Regions from separate parts of the Mus musculus genome. Here region 1 is linked to region 2. Evidence: chromatin contacts called from public HiCAR-type data. All regions are on one chromosome and are shown on one strand. Each heading gives the region's core, a stretch centred on a gene start, on an enhancer-like site or on the middle of the called end of the contact. The rest is flanking DNA. Distances are from core to core; before and after follow the strand shown. Region 1 holds the start of Nop56 (NOP56 ribonucleoprotein). Region 2 has its middle 25 kb from the start of A730036I17Rik.

What was found. HiCAR-type assays count read pairs that join an accessible place to other places.
Region 1: a HiCAR-type map of astrocytes shows a contact between it and region 2, with 2.8 times the contacts expected there. The contact joins the promoter of Nop56 here to the enhancer-like site in region 2. A contact is called at or near these places in 3 of 39 promoter capture datasets (embryonic stem cells and liver), 3 of 115 datasets of contacts at active chromatin or transcription factors (astrocytes and embryonic stem cells) and 1 of 9 other capture datasets (embryonic stem cells).

What each region holds. Positions count from the first base shown.
Region 1 is chr2:130,271,746-130,277,644 of GRCm38.p6, reverse strand. Nop56 (NOP56 ribonucleoprotein) reads right to left here and starts at 3,233. Exons shown (of 12, transcript NM_024193.2): 1 at 3,169-3,233; 2 at 2,922-3,011; 3 at 2,499-2,613; 4 at 1,821-1,982; 5 at 1,471-1,669; 6 at 1,022-1,209; 7 at 787-938; 8 at 513-613; 9 at 21-169. The coding sequence starts at 3,171. Snord110 (small nucleolar RNA, C/D box 110) reads right to left here and starts at 2,130; the gene lies at 2,072-2,130. LOC115489609 (a small nucleolar RNA gene) reads right to left here and starts at 1,408; the gene lies at 1,276-1,408. LOC115489632 (a small nucleolar RNA gene) reads right to left here and starts at 450; the gene lies at 365-450.
Region 2 is chr2:129,240,649-129,247,181 of GRCm38.p6, reverse strand. No RefSeq gene overlaps it. Among named protein-coding and RNA genes, the nearest start is that of A730036I17Rik, 25 kb to the right of the region's middle. Within about 2 kb of position 3,136, at least 85 of the 459 cell types and tissues checked have an H3K27ac peak or open chromatin away from gene starts, as enhancers often do. A contact at or near this core is called in astrocytes and embryonic stem cells, where this site is marked.

The DNA of each region.
Region 1 (5,899 bases), core at 1,984-4,483, 1.0 Mb before region 2:
GCCAACTTCCCCATCCATACCAGAGAAGCAATCAATTCTTGAGGCAATACTGCATTTGTTTGCTAGGTATCGGGAGATACGGCCTTTGTTCTTTGCAGCTGCTCGGCCAATGAAGGTGGAATGAAAAATGAGTCCATATTTTGGTGTGTTACCCCTTGTCTTCAGGGCTCTGTGAGAATATTCAGTCAATAGTTTAGTCAAAAGACTTGACCCAAATAGCCAAGTTCCCCTCTTCTAACAATTTCCCACCAGGCTTGGCTGAACTTTCTACCTCACCAAGTGCCAACCTAGCTCCCAGAGGCAGAGAGGGAAGGCATCCAATTTGCTGACCTGGAAACTCGGTCCCCTTTTGCTGGGCCCTGGGAATCACTCAGACACCAGGACTGGCCATCACCCCCATAGCAGAGGCCTGTATAGGTCAGGTTGCCCTGGTCAGCCATCATTGTAATCCCCAAACAAAACAGTGGACACCAGAAGCAGCACCTGACATGAGCAGGCGCCCTCACTGGTACCTGAACAGGGCCTTTTCAGCCCCAAGGATCTGTACTGTGGACGCTGGATACTTGGCCAGGTTGGTGAGGCTGCCAGCATGAGCAATGAGGCGTGCACCTACCTGGAGAAAGATCCGAGGAGGAGGTCAGGTGAGTAAGTGGGAACCTGACCTCCCAGGCTCATCCCCTCTTCTCTTCCCCACCATGCATCAACTAGGGACAACATGCTAGCCACAAGGATAGCGGTACAGAATGCTGAGTTTCACTCCCCCACTTTGTGTTCCCCATGACGCACCGCTTCCCCAATTAAGGCTGACAGGCTGGGGGCTACTTGGCTCATCTTGGAGCGAAGGTAAGTGTGTAGGCTCTGGCGATACTCTGACAAAGACACCACACGACTGGAGAAGCTCTCGATGTTTATCAAGTCGATAGCAGATATGTCCATGCCTAGGAAACACCTAGTGTGAACAGGGGGACCAGATACTCAAGGAGTCTCGTACCTTATACAGGCTGCCGCGCTCCGCACTGACCCATGGAGGACCGAGAAGCATCCAAGATGGCCTTAGCCTTGGCCCCGTCCATCGTAATTTCTTCCAGTTTCTCTAACTTCTCTTCATTCAGCTCCCTGCGGTTCCCAATGAACTGAGCCAAGCGACAGTATGTGGCGTTGTCATTGACGATCTTCACCAGCTCTGGAAAGTGGTACCCATACCACTCCCTGTAGAGGAAGTCATTCTCTGATCCAGCTATCAAACCTCAACTCAGGTCCCAAGCTCTCTCAGGCCCGTGTCTCCCCATTCACAATACAGACCAGGCACAGTGGCCTAGGCTGAGGTGTACATGGGGTAGGTTTATTCTGCCTCCTCTTTCTATACAGTCAGTGTAGGAACACAGCCTGTGGTAAGCACAAGGAGGCCTTGCTTTGGTCCATGATTTTACCCACATGAATCATCGGCCATGCTCGACTTCTATACCTTACCTGACGCGCATCGAGAAGGTATTGATATCTTTATCCAGTTGGTCCAGGAGGCTTATGGACTGAATAATCATGTTGTCCACTCGGTTCACATTAAATTTAACTTTGGCACGAGAGTAGCTGTGTCCCAGCCCTAGCTGGGCCTTACAAGCAGAAAGATCTGTCAGACCCTTCACCAGATTATGGAAATGCAGACGAACTCCTAAAAAGAAGATGGGACTTTAAGAATAGATCCTCCAGGACCCAAGTAACCACTCACAGCAGATCACATCACCAGGCCCGTAGGCCCCCTGCTGGCTTCTGTGGGCACTGCATCCACGTGGTGGACAGAATAAATGAAATAGGACTCTTACCTCGAAGGATCTCAGCTATCACACCACCAGTCTGGCAGTTGTACCCCAACTCTTCCTGTATTGCAGCACCAATCTTGGGGTCTCCAACCCCCAGAAGTACTTTCTTCTTTTTAGATGGCAGGTATGTCTCCAGGAGCAGGCGGAGGTCCTCGTGAACAACACCTTTGGGACAAAGAAAACAGCTCTAAACCACACATTGCAGATTGGAGACTGTCTCCAATCGGATTAGTTAACACCCATCCCCGCAGGCATTGCTCAGACACATGGAGTCGTCAGTGATCTCTCAGGGGATTGACAGATATATAAGTCATCATTGCAAAGCCTGGCTCTACCACAGGTCCAGGAGCACAATTGTAAAGCATTTAAGTGCTTTTTAAATTACAAGATTTATTTATTATATGTACACTGTAGCTATCTTCAGACACCCCAGAAGAAGGCATCAGATCTCATTAGGGATGGTTGTGAGCCACCATGTGGTTGCTGGGATTTGAACTCAGGACCTCTGTAAGAGCAGTCGCGCTCTTAACCGCTGAGCCATCTCTTCAGCCCCTGCATATTAATGTTTTAAAATGCCATCCTGTAGGTCTCAAATAATCCCTAGACTGTATCAAGCTTAGAAGAAAATCATCTAAGAACATCAACCACCCAGAATCCCATGTTCCGGAGGGACCGACTCACCTTCAGACACAGCATTGGCATTTTCCAAGGCCACCTGGGATGAAGAGAAGGGACAGAAGGCCACCAGACGAACGACATTGTGGAATTTGCCAAGGTTAAGCACACATTCCTCCACCTGGAGAGAAGGATGAATGGGCTTTCTTTGAATTTGGCTTCTACAGCGCAGTAAGGCAGAAGCACCAGCTGTTGTAGCAATTGGTGCCTGGGCCCCGAATCTTAATTCTCAAGAAATGGAAATGAGATGTTTATCTCCGACCGCTTCCAATTATATAGATTCGCGTTAAAGAGTCCCCTCATTCTAGAGCTCCCCCCCCCCCCGCCGGGCCCGGTGCGGTCGGCCACGTGGGAACACGCGGTGCATGCTGGGGTTTGGCGGCCTTAGGGGCTGCATTGCAGCTCCGCGAGCCCACCGAGCTCACCCACCTGCGGCAGCAGCAGGCTGATCTCCTCCACTTCCTTCAGCGCCAACAGCGCGTAGCCGACCGCATGCTCGAACAGCACGTGCAGCAGAACCTGAAAAGAACCGGCGCGCGGCCATCAGTCAAACTTCCCAGTCCGCGGGGCCGCTGCTAGAGCAGGCCCTGGCTCAGACCCGGAGCACGACCCCGAATGCAAACCCAGACGCACGCTAAGGCCTTCACTACGCAAATACCCCACCACCACTCCTCACCATGGCGCCTGCTCCGTGCCCAGCTCGCAATGCGGCTAGCGCGCTCTGGCGCGCGGAACCAGACTGCGGAGACCACACCTTCTCCGGTTTGACCAATCAGAGGCTGCGGACGAAACCATTGTCAGGTCTTCGGAGGGGGTTCGCGGGTGTGGTATCGTCCGTCGGGCGGGTTGGACTACCACGGGCGCGAGCGGGCCTGCCAAGCCCAGCCTCTGCGGCTGCGCGAGCCGGTACTGCGTCTGTAGTGAATGGTGTCGCTCCTGCCGGCAGGCCGCAGAGTGGCCTGGAGACCACCCTTCTTCGTTCCTCGTGCTTTTGTCACCCGTGTGCCGGGCGGCAGAACTCGGTGAGGGGACATGAGGCTTCCTGATAAGCCTCGCAGGTTTCCCGCTGCCCAGATATTCCGGGTCCTCGTGGGACCCGGCCTCAGACCCTGCAGAAATGGCGTCTTCTTGCTGCCTGCCTCTTCCTTTTACATTTTGTTGTTAACAAAATTGTTGGTGCGGGCTGAGGCATAGACAAGAGCGGTTTACCTCTTCCTAGTTCTGTTCCTTTCCCTGATTCATAGAACCCAGCGCTGCTCGGCACCACGTGGTTGCTCATGGCCGCGTAGGCCCAGAATTCTTCCAAGGAGCTGCGTTCCTGTTTTTTTCAGTGCCAGTTTTAGGCACACCAAGGTGGATAATTTAAAATCACCTTTGCTTTAAAAAAGAAAATAAAAAGACACTTTACTTTAGTGTTAGGATTATAAATCCCAAACTTGATGGCCTAGTCGGCCATCAATGGGAGGAGAGGCCCTTGGTATTGCTAAGATCATATGCCCCAGTACAGGGGAATGCCAGGGCCAGGAAGCGGGAGTGATTGGGTTGGGGAGCAGGGCGGAGGGAGGGTATTGGGGGCTTTGGGGATAGCATTTGAAATGTAAATTCAGAAAATATCTAATAGAGAGAGAAAATAAATCCCAAACTTGAATAGTCTCTCTTAAATAGTCTATGCCTTATGCGAGAAAAAAGAATCATGGAGTAAGTCGGCTGTACATTGTCTATCATGGAGTAAGTCGGCTGTACTTTCTCTATAATGGAGTAAGTTGGCTGTACATTGCCTGTAATGGAGCTGGCTTGGATAATAAAGTGGACTTGGATAGTAAAGAAATGTGTATGTATTGCAACTAGGAAGCTACAAGCGCTTGGCAGGACATGGTGGAACGCACCTTTAATTCTGGTATTTGGGAGGCAGAGACAGGCCTGGCTACATAGCAAATTCCAAGGCAGATAAGGTTACCCAGTGAAACTCTGTTTCAAGAAAAGTAAGCTATAAATGCTTGTGATTAGATGAGGCGACACAGCACAAACAAACAAGCAAAACAAGATGTTCCTTTGGCTTCCTCACCTCCACCACTTCATTAAAATGTCACCCCAGGAGTTGAATGGTGACACGCACCTTTAATCACAGCACTTTGGAGGCAGACATCTGTGAATTCAAGGCTAGTTTGGTATATATCGATAGCTCCAGGCTAATCAAGGTTACATGGTAAGACCCTGTTTCAAAAAAAAAAAGAAAGTCCTCCAATATTTATAGTTCTGAACCTAGTGGGATCTGTAGATTGTGATATCAGACACCATTTCTTCCCTTCCCTAGGCTTCTTTGATAAATTAATTGCTCTTGCCTACGTTCAGACAGACCTTTCCTACCAAAGTAGACTTTTGTAAAATTGTTGAGTTTTGTCTCCAAGTTATCCTTCGCCCTGCTTCCTGAATATTTCTAAAGCAGAAATTCATGTTTTGTTTATGGTTGCTCATTGTGAACAAAGTAATAAGAAAATTAAAGGTGTTGGTATCCTATAATCAATCACCTGTGGTAGTTGTTCTCCAGAAAGGCCAATAATGATCCATGCCTCCTGACAACCAGGCCTATGGCCCAACGGACACGGGTAGATTGAGTCTGCCATTTCTGAACCTTGTGCATGCTTGTTGACTTTGAGTTGCCTCATAAGAAGTGAAGCCTGATGAGTCCCATGGAGACTACATGGGGACAGTTAGAGGTCAAGCCTTCCAACTATCCCTTATTCCAACTATTCCAACAGAGAGTAGACATGTGTTCTACCTCTTGCCACTGTCTCTGATTGCAGCTGCATGAAACCGTAGTCATGACAAGAAGAGCCCTGTGTGTACTCTGTCTATTCACAGAATTGTGAAAAATATTGTGGCCTTAAAGCCATTAAATTTATGGGTGACTTATTAATCTATAATAAATATGAATCAAAGTAAGCAACCTGTGTAGGAGCCCAAGCTCTGCCTTACAGTGTGACCAGAAATTAATCACTTGACCTGAGACTCTATTTCTTCAGATTAAAGATTAAAGAGTCATTCACCCCTTTAATAAACCTTTATTGACGATCTGGTCCTGGGGCAGCTATGAAATAGATAGGTCCCTGGTGTAGTGGGCACTCAAATGCTAGTGGTCATTCATCTTGTTTTCTGGGTCATTTTTATTGTTGAAATGTTATTATTTGGAACAAGATCTTACTATTAAACTCTGGCTGGCCTAGAGCTCACTATGTAGACCCATTGGCTTTAGCTCACAGATCCAATTGCCTCTTCCTCCTAATGCTGGGATTAAAGGTGTGCACCATTTGGGCTGGAGATGATGGTTCAGCGGTTAAGAGCACTGACTGCCCTTCCAAAAGTCCTGAGTTCAAGTTCTAGGAACCACATGGTGGCTTACAGTCATC
Region 2 (6,533 bases), core at 1,887-4,386:
GTTTGAGAGACGTGTGAGGCCCATGTGAAGGCTCTAACCAGGGGGAGAGGGGTGTGGGCATCAGTTCTACTGAGATCTAGACAGGGGATAATTTGAGCGCCCGAGCAAGGGGACCTCCTCAACAAGCACCCACAACTTTCCTCACTGCAACCTTCAAGACCTGGGAACCAGGCTGAAGACGCGGTCCTATGGTAGAAACCTTAAGGGTGTGTACGGTCCTGGGTGTGATTTCCAGAACCTCACAAACACAACACAAAGCAACTGGGGGGTTGGGGGGGGCCGGGAGTGAATATAGAGATACACAGGTTGGGACCCAAGTCAGACAAACACAGGCTAGAGCAGAGAAACTCGGAGGACATGGAAACGTCAAGTCCTACACAGAGGTCACTGTAGTGAGACAGAATCGTGGAGCATTCGCCTCATGCCCAGCCTGGGCTAGGAGCTGAGTCAAAACTGAATCACAGCATTACCCGTCATCCTTCTGTCCACAGTCCATGAAGGCTGTCTACCACTGCCCTGGTAGTGAACTGAAAGGTTTTCCAGGGCCAACGCTGCACCAGGCGGGAATGCATGGGTGTGACCTCCCTATTCTGCCCCCTGGGGCAGAAGTGGTAATTTACTGTGAGTCTCTGACTTCTGGAGAAGCAGCCCCTGTAAAAGGCCAGGGCTTTTTACATCCTTCCTTGTATCTGAATAATGACATGGAGACCTGATATATTTATTAATAATCTTAAAGCATCACACCTGGACAGATACTCATCTATTTCAACCTGGCTATGCTGCCAGCCATGTGCCCCGTGCCTGCCATCTTAGTTTTGCCCTGGCAGGTCCTGCTCCACCCATGTCCTTATATTGATTCTCTCCTGGCCACCTCCCCTGGCCATTCTCTACCCAGGACCCCTCACTGAAATCAGAAGCCCCACCTTAACTCCCCCCCCCCCCCAGCTATAGGATGATTGGCTCTCTATTAAGCAATCAGAGGTGGAGAAGAACAATGTTTTACAAAACAATAGTCAGAAAATGCTTCATAATAATGACAATACTAAAATCCCTTGACATCCTGATCTCCAGATATGGAAATCAACATTCGAATACACCGACAACCCCCCCCATAGACCCCTCGCTGTGCCCACCCCACCCCCTTGTGCAAAAGGACTAATCTAGGTAGTACGCCCAACTACTTAAAAATAAGATTCTCTCTTCTAGACAGGTGCTACCTACTCACGAGGAGCTAGCTAGCTATTTCAGTGTCACTGGGTGGGGTGGGGTGGCTGGGGTGTTCTGTCACCTGCTCACCTTCTCTAGCATTCCAGACACTTCCTGCTCTGGACTCTCCACGTCCTGATTAGTCAAATTAGTTCCTGGCTGGCTGCCCATCCAGGGGCCTCATCAGGCAGGCTCCTGCAGTCTCGCTCAGCGGCTCTTCTACTTTGAGTGTTGAAAGGTGAGAGTTAGCTGTAGTACTACTCATAAACTGGGAAGACTCAGGTCAGGACAGATGTGGGAGTTGCTGGTCTGTCATCCCTAATCTGAAACACAGCTGCCAGACATGCCTCAGAAGCCCATGTTTTCTAAGTGTGAGAGTAATATGATTTACTGTATGTATGCAATCATACCCTTGGCGGGACCCAGAACAACAGCCACTGTAGTCAATGGATGGATGAATACTCACCCACTACGCGAATATAGAAAGGAAAAACAAATAAACAAACAAAACAAAACAAAACAAAAAAAAACCTCGGGCTGAAGAGATGGCTCAGCAGTTCTGCTCTACCAGAGGTCCTGGGTTCAGTTCCCAGCAACCACATAGCAGCTCACAAACATCTGTAATGGGATCCTTCTAGTGTGTCTGAAGACAGAAACAGTGCACTCACATATATAAAATAAATAAATAAATAAATCTTTAATTAAAAAAAAAAAAAAAAACCAACTAATGTAGATAGATGGCGGCCGGTCAGAGCTTGCCGCTGAACTAAGGGATCTTGTATCCGCGTCCTTGACAGCTAGACTCAGCAACAGGAAGATGGCTGGAGTGAAATGAAGAGAGGAGGTCCGAGAGCTGAGGATGGAGAAGCCTGGGATTAACGGGGAGGCGTGGAGTCAAAGCAGAAGCCCACAGAGGAAGCTCTGGGGGATCAGGCAGGAAGCCAGGAGAAGAACTGGAGAAATGCTGAGCCGAGCCCCAGAGCAGGGACGAACCCTGCAGAGCAGCCAAGTGGAAGTCTCAGATGTCATTGGTAGCAGTGGGACTCTGGGCGGGGTAAGGGGTCAAGGGACGCAGCTCCGTGGAAAAGCTTCCCTTGCTGGAGCCTCCGCCAAGAAAGAGAACCAGGACTCTTAGAGAGCAGCCAAGAGGCTAAAAGAAGGACTTCCAAACAGAAGTGTTACAAGAGGTGCCGGAGAGACGGCTCAGTGGTTAACAATATGTACTGCTCTTCCAGAGGAGCCCAGGGCAGGAAGGAGTTCAGTATTCAGTACCTGTAGTGGGTGGCTCACCGCCTGTAACGCCAGCTTCGGGGGAATCCAACGCCCTCTTCTGGCTTCCTCGGGCACCTGCACTCACATGCACAGTGCCCAGCAGACACACACACACAGCTTGTGCGTGTGCGCAGTCTCCTTATGGACACATGTGTACACACACCATGTCCCACACTATTACAGTGGCACACGGAATGATGATTTTAGAGAAACGGAATAAGAAGCATCCCTGCTTTCAACACACAAGGCCCTGTGTCGGGAACCCCTGGCCATGCTGCTCCCTCACCCCACCGAATGTTTCCTCCAGGAGGTTTTTTTTTTTCTTTTTTTCTTTTTTTTTTTTTGGTGCCCAGGCAGAGCAACTTCTGAGAAGTCGCCTCTTCCAACTACTCAGATGCCAAGGTCTGAATGTATGTGACACAGGACACACCAGGAAGGGAGCAGGAACAATTAACAATAGTTGCCTGCCACCTCGGGACTATGAATTAGTGAATTATTCTCGGTCCCGTGTGGTTTTGATGTTGACTTCATCCGCCTTCACTCTCTCTTCAACAAAGCAGGCTAAATTAATTTTTAAAGAGGATGTGCTAGAGAGGCAAGAGGGTGACAGCCCCGCCCGGGGACAGTTGACAAGTTTCTCAAATTCACAGGAAGCTACAGGCAGGCAGCACCACAGTGGCGCCTGCCTGTCACAGCCTCAAAGGACCTGCAAGGGCTCCTCCGGGTTCTGGCAGCCCACACTAAGCCCTGAGAAGAGAGAGATTCTAGGTCGGCGGGAGAGTGACCTAATTAAACACACAAGCTTATTCTTAGACCAGGAGGCCCAGTTAAGGCCCCTGGGTGGCCCAGCCGGGAGGCACAGGCCTAGAAGTGACCGCTCAAGACTTTTAAATGGCAATTGCTTGTTTGTGATGACTGAAGTACTACACACTCATAGCAGGACAATTGCAAAACTTTGTAAATGCAGAGACAAACAGGTTAGCCCGAAAACCGGAAGGTTGGGCTTGTTTTTCCTTGTCTTGTTTTGTTTGTTTGGTGGTTGGTTGGTTGGTTGGTTGGTTTCCCCACCTCTCACCCCCCCCCCCCCCCCCGTTGTTGTTGATTGATTGTTTTCAAGTTTTGTTTGGTTTTGAGATAGAGTCTAACTACATAGCCCTAGTTGACCTATGTAGATCAGGCTGGCTAAGACCCATGGAGATCTGCCTATCTCTGTTTCCCAAAAGCTGGGAGTATAGGTGTGCATCACCATGCCTGGCAGAAATCCCCTGGTCTTTTTTATACTTATGTATGTACCTGATAACCGAGGTGAAATACTTGCTCACATAATGTAAGTTTTAAAAAAACAAGAAAACTATGAGCTTGCATGGCCCCTAACCTGCTACATAAGTTCAGCCTGGCACATGTCTGTAGCTCCTTGTCATGGTTATCTCTCATGGTTATGGAAACATCTGCCCTGTGTCATTACACAGCTAGCTATTTCATTTGTGTGTGAGGGGAGGGCATGTGATAGGTGTGCATATGTGCAAGTTCCTGTGCTCGTGTGACTCAAGACATATACACATGCCTCCCATTTCCCCACAGGAGCACCGGCATTACTAACATGTACTACGATACCTGGCTTCCTTCCCTATAGGGGTCCTGGGGTGCTAAGTGCAGGCCCACACTTGTATGGCACAACAGGCCATCTCCCCAGCTCAGTAACTTGACTTTTAATGACTTCAAATGTCTACCATACAGAGTGATGTATGCAATATTTCCTTGTGATGGGGCGTGTAGGGTTTTTTGGTTATTGTTTTTTTGTTTTTTGTTTTCCAAATAACTCAGTGAATTTCCTCATCTTTATGCTGGATTTTAGAAGTAAGATGTTACTTAGGACTCTGTTACAGGTTGCAAAATGACACCTGACATCACCACTAGTAAAGTCAGGGGAGCCACTGTGCTTGTGACACATCCCGATTCTTGTAATAACAGTCAGAGTTTTGTTTTAACCAGCTAGTGTTAGATCCAGCTCAAACCGGATCAAACCTGGAGGCTGCTGTGGAGCAGGTGACGTCATCCTGGATCCATGCAGGACTTTGTGACCAAGCCTAACCCAGCACCCTTTCCCAATCTTTGTCAGCTTTCATGAGGTGAGGCTGTAGAGACAACCCCAGAATTTGGGGGGATTAGTGCAAGTAAAATATCATGGTCAGTTACTTAAGATGTGAAATCAACTGTGACTTTTGTTTTTGTCTTATCCTGAGGGTCATGTTGAAGAAACAGCCCAGGCCCTAGCTCCTGCCTCAAGGTCATGGGTTAATGACATAAGTAGAAAACCACATTGGTGCTTAAGGTTTGATTGGGAAGTGGTATGCATCACTCTGCTCTCTTCCCATCGGCCCAAAGAGGTCATGTGGTCAGCCAAGCCAATGAGAGGAAAGAATTCAGCTTTCCCTCAGAAAGGGGTGGGGGCATTCAGAATGTCCTCACAGAGGGGTCAGTCACAGCCAGGAAGAATGCAACCCCCACAGAGATGGGCAGTCAGACCTCGGTCACACCCTGGTACTAAATCTGACACCAGGGATGTTGGCCACCAGAGTCTCTTTTCCTTCTAGAAAATACCTCGCCCTGGATGCCTTCCCCAGTGAGGGTGTTACTCAGGTGTCCCTCTGCGCAAAAGCAAAAAAAAAAAAAAAAAAAAAAAAAAAAAAGCCTCAAGCCAGAGATGGTGTGCACACCTGTAATCCCAACATTTGAGAGGCTGAGGTAAGAGGCTGTGAGGGCAAAGAAACAGAAAACACATGTGTGTATGTGTATGTGTGTGTTTATGAACACACATTAGTAAGGAGCTCCATTTAAAAGTAATAAGGCATTGCTAGGTTACTTAAAAGAGTAAAGCCATGTGTGTAACCAGCCACCTTCATGTTTCATTTTGCTTTGCTTTTGGTTTTCAGTTCTGGGTAATGAACTGGAGGCCTTGAGGAGTCTGGACTCCACCACAGCTTTATGACCATGTCTGTCTGTCTGTCTGTCTGTCTGTCTGTCTGTCTTGTTTTCAAGGGTAGAATATTTCCCAAGAGATCAAAACAAAACCTCTGGTGACCACAGTCATTTTGGGGGCACGAAAAGCAATGCCTGAAGGTGGGGGAGGGGCTTGCTTGTCATCTGTCTCCTAGCTTCTGGCTTGTGTGTATTACGTTCTCCCTCCTCTGGATTTTCTTTTCATTGAAATTCTTCCCTTGTCCCTTCTCTCTGACTCAGGCTCTCACGTGGCCTCCCCACTCTGTTCTTCCTTCCTTCAGGGATCCCTTATTGGCACATGTCCTGACCCCCAGACCTAGAGTTTGGGAAAACAGAGTTTTCAGAAAGCACTGGGGGTGGGGTGGGGGTAGGGGAACAAGAACAAACATCAACAATTACAAAGCAAAAACCAAAGGGTTCACACACCAACAGAGGCGGCCCCTGTAGTGAATGGCAAATGATCCACTCGCTACCTCCAGATAAGCCCTGCCTGAGTGGGGCAAGATGGAAAGATCATGAGTCAGGAGTCCCACCCTGACAAGGAGAAGCAAAGACGGTAAACAAGAGAGCAAGGTGACAAAGGCAGTCTGGCTGGCTGAAGTCCAAGGCCAGTGGTCCCCCAAGTCAGGGCAATCTACAGATGCCGACATTCCATGCAGAGATCCCCTCCTCCGTCCCCCACACATCCCACTCCTGTTCCCAGTCTTCCGAGCCTCTTTGCCCTTCACGCTGTGTGGGCAGTTCCCTTTGCAAAAATGGAAAGGCCTGGGATTTGCCATCTGGGTGCAAAGTACAGAGACAGCACTAATGGGAAGGCACAGAAGTGGAAGCCAGAGATAGCAGCCTGAGGACACAGGCTCCAAGGAGAGAGTGGGATCCCCAGAAAGGGCTGGCAATGGCTAGAAGGCGTCAGATTTGGAATTCAGACAAACTTGTGTCTAAGTAAGCTACAGCTTGATGTGCGTTCAGGATCTCCAAAGATCCCATGTGTTAGTCACCACCAGCCTATCCGTCAATCAAGGAACCAAAGGAGACCATGTCCTTTAAGAGGCCAC